Regions from separate parts of the Mus musculus genome. Here region 2 is linked to region 1. Evidence: chromatin contacts called from public promoter capture Hi-C data. All regions are on one chromosome and are shown on one strand. The core of a region is the stretch at or near the end of the contact, and the rest is flanking DNA. Distances in the headings are between cores, read along the strand shown.

Region 1 (2,902 bases), core at 125-2,624:
GTGTTGAAGGTGGAGGGGGGATGGGGGTTGGGCTTGGGTGAGAAGGAACCAGCAAGGACACTAGCTGCTCTAGTCCCCAGTCCCCTGACTGCCCCTGAGACCTCCTGACTCCTCTTCCGGTCAGAGACTGGATACAGCCACCCCAGGAGACTGCTCTTCCTGAACCACTGGCCTGCTTCCGCATTGAAATCTCTGCCCTGACCCTTGGAACCCTGGTGTGGGTCCCCTCCCCCTACTAGCTGGTCCCTGGTCTTCATGTTTTCCTATTAGAAGACAAGTTTGGGGAGTCAGTTCTCTTTTCTTCTGCGATCCTAGGGTTGAACTTAGGTCAACGGGAGCCATCTTGCTGGCCAGCCTTGACCTGCCTTTTGCTCCTTCTGTTTATCAGGTCCGGTTTATGCAGCGCTGGGAGAGCTGTGCACACTAGGGAACCAAGGGCTCTATCAACTCTTTTTAAACAGGGTCTCGCAGGTAGCCCAGGCTGGCCTCAAACTCATGGCAAGCCTCCTGCCTCAATCTCCCGAGGCTGGACACCATGTCAGACTTATAAGTAAAGTCATACACACTTGAGCGCCATGTCACTTTCCCGGCTACTCACTCCTTTGTTTGGGCTCTTATTTTTGTCTCTTCCTAGCATAAACCACAGGAGGGCAGAGGCACCCTCCTGACCACCTCAGCTTCTGTCCTTCCTCTCTACCTTGCAAGGTGGACACTGCCATTAGCTTACTTTCTAAGGACATGAAATGATTTCACCTACACCTGCCTGCCCAAGGTGTGAGGTTCTAGAAAGCACTGCCGGAGAGAGAAGGCTCAGCAGTTAGAAGCACTTACTGCTCTTTTAGAGACCTGGGTTTGGTTCCCTGCAGTCACCTGGTGGCTCACACCTCTAACTCCAGTCCCAGGGGACCCCCACACCCTATTCTGGTTTCCTTCCCGCATGTGGTGCACATACATGCGTGCAAACACTCATACACATACAACAAAAAGTAAATCTAAAAGTAAAAGCCCCCAGTTCCTCCAGCAGTATCCGCTTTTGCGCCTGTTCCCGCGTGCATCCCAAGTGGGGCGGTATGTCTCTGGGCCAGGTGGCTACAGTTGTGGTGAAAGAGCCCAAAGCTGGCTTCGGAGACCTTTGGCTTCCAGCCCTGAGGCCTCCTGACTGTGTGGGTCATGCTTCCACGTGCCTCAGTTTCCTCACCTGTCAGTACAGAGACTTGGCAGGTGACCCACCTGCTTGCCCGGCCTCTCCTGTCGCGGGCCCGGAGAGACCCGCCTGCCCGGCTCCCGGGCGCCCGCAGGAGGGCGCGGCTTGGCGGGGGGCGCGGGCGGCGCGGGGGGCGGAGACCGGCTCGGCTTCCGCTCCCTCCTCCCGCGTCGTCTTGGGCCGCGGCGCCCGAGGCGGGAGCAAGAGGCGCCGGGAGCCGCGAGGATCCACCGCCGCCGCGCGCGCCATGGAGCCCGAGTGAGCGCGCGGCGCTCCCGGCCGCCGGACGACATGGAAACGGCGCCGACCCGGGCCCCTCCGCCGCCGCCGCCGCCGCTGCTGCTGCTGGTGCTGTACTGCAGCTTGGTCCCCGCCGCGGGTAAGGTGGGCGCGGGGGACAATGGCCGGGGCCGCAAGCAGCCACTTTGCAAGTTGCGGACGAGTTGGAGCGCGCTCCGGGGGACCACGCGCCGGGGGACCTCGCGCGGGCCCTTTGTCTCTCCCGCCGGGGCCCCTCCCTGGGGACCGAGCCCGCCAGGTGCGGCGCGGGCGGGCCCTCACCTGCCCAAGGCTCGGGACGCCGGGCGCGCTCAGGAGTGCGCCCACGGGCATCGCGATGGCCCGGGACAGGCCTGGCCTATCGCGAACTACTGGGAAAACTTTTCGCGAGCCTGCTTGCGGCGGCCGGCCTACCGAGCCCTGGGAAGTGCCAGAAGTTGCTAGCTAGGAAGTTCGGAGAGCCCTGCGCGGGGCGGCCTGGCCCTGGGCTGCTGTCGCTTTGACCTGCGTGGGCTGTCAGCCTTCCAAACCGACTGACACCTGCCAGGTGTCCCCGTGACCCCAGTGACCCATCTGACCGCTCGGGCCCCCAAGCGGTGGCCAGGCACCCAGCCCCGCTGACCAGTGCCCAGCCCCGAGATCGGTTGCGTGGGTGCCTTGGTGTGGGGAGGTATGGTTCTGCCTCAGTTGGACCCACCTTTAGGGAAGTGGCCCGCTCGGGAACTTTCTAACTTTTTTTTGGTGTGTCCTGAGGGGTGGAGCTGAGGTCAGGAGGACTCTCGAGAAACGAAGCAGTTGGAAACGCTACACATGTTCTTTTAATTCGGAGATTGCCATGTGGTTTTTAAAGCAAGGCTCTTGCCACCTAAATCATTGTTTTCGGGTGTTTGTGTTTTGTTTTTCTGGAGTGTGGCTGTCCAAGGGTCCGGCAGATACTCTTGAACTCCCGGGTGGTGGTGATGGCAGTTTGGGGCGGGGTAGGGGACAACCTCAGGTCCCTTTGTCTGGGCCTTATTAAGGCGAACAGCTGTCCCCCTGTGTATTTCCAGGGTAGACACTTGAGGGAGGTGGCTGGGCCTGGCTCTGTGCTCAGATTCCCTGGGCTGCAGTCTCTTCCACCTATGTTTGGGGGGAGGGGTCGAGGGGAGCTGGCTTCATCCAGTCTTGGAGCTCTCAAGCTCAGCCAGAGGGCTCTTGGGGAGTCTCCCCCTAAATTTGTCTCCCTCGGGATCATGTTTACATTTTCAGGCCATCTCTGGTGTTAGCAAAACAAGGCGAAGACAAAACTGTGACAGGCTGTGGGAAGTCCAGGCCAGTTCTACTCTTCCCGGAAATGCCTGGGTCGTGACTGCAGAAGGGGTATGGGGCAGCTATTTGTTTTAAAGGTGGGGTTTGTAAGCCGACTTTCCTGTCCTAGGT
Region 2 (3,033 bases), core at 323-2,822, 220 kb before region 1:
GCCATCCTCTATGGTGCACAGGCCTACCAGGCCTCTTTGTGATCGGCAATACTACCCAGAACCGTATCACACATCTGGGCTTTTTCCCACAGCCTGGCAGTGCAGGTCACCAGGGGCCTGTTGTCCCCATTGGTGTTGGGTGTCTGAGAGGTGAGGTCCAGGTCTTCTGTTTTCTTGGCTGTCCATCGCTACAGTTTGGACTTGGATCCTTTCCAGGCTCTGCTTGAGTCCATCAAGAGCCTCAGGAGGAGGCTGAGTAGGAAGGAGGCTGAGTAAATGAGTTATTCTTATCCTGAGATTGCACAGAAAAGCTTAGTGTGGCCACATGTCTGTGACCCTCTGCTGGAGGATGGAGTCAAGTGGATCCCAGAGTCCCTGGCTAGCCAAACTTAATCAAAATGGCAAGTTTCAGGTTCAGTGAGAGAGACTGGCTCAAAAACTGAGTGCAACAGGTGGCCAACTGAGGAAAATTCCTGCTGCTCACCTCAGGCCTCCATGGGTGCCTGCACGGGGAGTGTAGCCGCACACTTGCACCCAACATCCCTAAGGTCAGGGTGTCCTTTGGGGAACAGGAAGCTTGCTAGGGGGTGACAGTCACAAGGGAATGACATAGGTCCTGCTGCCTCTGAGCTGGCCTTGCCTCTGGCTACTACATCCCCTTTGCCCACTAAGTTCTCTGACTCCTCCCAAGTGTGGGTGTTATACTTGTTACCGTTTCAGACACCGCCCTCACCTCTACCCCGACCCTGTGTGGGCACACACACATTGTGTGTGTGGGGGGGGGGACGGGACTGCTGCTAGCTTGGTTCTCCTATTCTTATGTACACTTCTACTGTATTCACAACTACAGCTTTATGGCCCGTCTGTTGTCTGTTCCCCCACAGTGAAGAGCACTGGCTTGTGCCCCCTGGTACACTTGTGTGAGGGTCCTCACCAAGTCACCTCAGACCCATGTCATACCTGTTTTCTGGGGATACCTACCCACTTCGACTCAGTTTTCAGGTTGCCTTAGGCTTCCATTCTATACTCCCCCCACACATTAGAGCCCTTGTTTATTGAATGGGGCTCAAGGGTCAGCACAGCTGAGGGGCCCCTTGTCCCTCTGGTCCCCATTGGGTACAGTCCAGCCTGTCCAAAGTACAGGCAGCTGAATGGTCCTGAATCCCAGTTTCCATACCTCAAGGGCTAGGAAGGAGGTTGAGGCACTTCTGGAGTCTCCAGGCTCCTGGGTCAAGTTCCTCCGCAGAGACTGGCCCAACCAACACCCTGCTGCCAGTGGAGAGGGGCCCATAGCGTGGGCCCACCCTTACCCAGCATAGTCTGAGCTGGGTGAGGTTGGGTAGCAGCCGATCTTGCACAATAGCGAAGTAGCTTGAAGCAGATTGTACGTACTAGGAAGGTGAAGGTGGCCTATCCTTAAGGTCCTACCTGTCATCTCCCGATTATCGGGATTTTTTTGTCGGTTATCTCCCGATTCCCGGGATTAAACGATTCCGGGGCGTCCAGACACCGCCCTCACCCCCACCCCCACCCCGCGCCCGAACTCAGTGGGGGGCGGGACAGGGCGGGCAGTGGGCAGGCCGTCACAGGCCACACCCACTCCGGTATTTCGAAGCTGGAGTGAGCTGCACTGGCCGGAGGGCGGGCTCAGATCCTAAGCCGAAGTTGAGCGAAGAGTCCACCTGGGTGAGTGTCCTGCTAAACTGAGGAACCCCAGCCCTGCCTACCAACTGCTTCTTCCTCCGCCTGGACAAGGGTCCAGGCGCCCTGCCCGACTCCGGGTGGAGGCAACTCAGAGGCCACGCGACCGTGTCAGGCAGTCTGGGATGCAGGCAGGCCGCAAGGAGAAGCAGAGGATAGGTTGCTAGCTCCGGGAAACTTCAGAGCCTGAGCTCATGGAGGCCCCTGCTGCGTCTGGCTCTGAACGAGGGACCCATTCTACAGATGAGGAAACGGAAGCCATCCTACTAGGAAGTGGCCGGGCTCAAGGCAGACTCCAGCCCCTCTCCTCATCCTCCGAAGAGCAGGGTCTGGGAGAAAAGGCAGGGGTTGAAGGAAGACTAGGAAAGGGGGTGCAGGAGTAAGGCAGAACACCGGGGCCTCAGGGGAAGGCCAGATCGCGAGTGGTGTGTGTGGGTCTAGCTCGCAGATTACAGGACAGGACCTAGTAACAAAATCAAGGTATGTAATGTGGACTGTCTGCAGGGAGCATGGGGGAACTTCCGTTTGTCTTGCATGTACATGTCTAGCATCCCTTGGCTGGAGCACCCGAGTGCTGGTGGTTATGGCGCTGGGACTAGGCAGGATGTGCCAAGTCAGAGCAGCGTCCCTCTGTCTGGGACAGACCCCTCTGTGGTGTGGTTCTAGTTGGCCATGTGACCTTAGACTTCACCTTACTCCACCTGGGTTGGCCCATTTATAAATTAAGGCCAGGATAGGAGGAGTGGTGGTAGCACAAGCCTTTAATCCCAGCACTCAGGAGGCAGAGGTGGGCTGATCTCTGAGTTCAAGGCCAGTCTGATCCCCAGAGCCAGTTCCAGGACAGTCAAGGCTACACAGAGAAATCCTTTCTTGAAAAACGGACAAACAAAAAAATCGTAAGGCTGGGTTGTCCACTAGGAATTGGGGGGAAGGGGTGTTTATAGAAAGAAGTAAGATGTGGGGAGTCTGATTTTTCGTTTATCTCCTCACTCACATCTTTCCTGCCAGGGGTGGCCAATTCAATCAAAGAGGAAACAGGCCCAGAGAGGGCAAGTGACTTACCCAGTGTCACATAGCTGCTTACAATTTGGGGAGGACCCTAGAGACTTAGTCCCTGGCTCTGTGCACCCAGCCCTCCCTGCTCACCCCTGCCTGTGCAGGGCCTGGCTCTTCTGAAGCCCTTGACTACCATCTGAATTCTTTCCTTTCCCAAGCTGGGGACAGGACTGTGGTTTCCCCTTAAGTAAACCAGACCTAGGGAGGAAGTGGTCTGCTGGGCAGACCCAGGCAGTAAGCTGGGCCCATTAGTATCTGAAGTTCCTCTCGATGTGT

What was found. Capture Hi-C pulls out chosen DNA fragments and counts their contacts.
Region 2: a contact with region 1 is called in a promoter capture Hi-C map of liver. A contact is called at or near these places in 1 of 39 promoter capture datasets (cranial neural crest), 4 of 130 datasets of targeted methods (the 230-238 cell line, craniofacial prominence, embryonic stem cells and 1 more) and 2 of 9 other capture datasets (liver and pancreatic islet).

What each region holds. Positions count from the first base shown.
Region 1 is chr19:3,685,036-3,687,937 of GRCm38.p6, reverse strand. Lrp5 (low density lipoprotein receptor-related protein 5) reads left to right here and starts at 1,374. Exons shown (of 23, transcript NM_008513.3): 1 at 1,374-1,583. The coding sequence starts at 1,496. It overlaps Gm36672 (a long non-coding RNA gene), which reads right to left and starts at 1,388. Exons shown (of 4, transcript XR_388279.4): 1 at 1,199-1,388.
Region 2 is chr19:3,905,672-3,908,704 of GRCm38.p6, reverse strand. Tcirg1 (T cell, immune regulator 1, ATPase, H+ transporting, lysosomal V0 protein A3) reads left to right here and starts at 1,572. Exons shown (of 20, transcript NM_001136091.2): 1 at 1,572-1,686.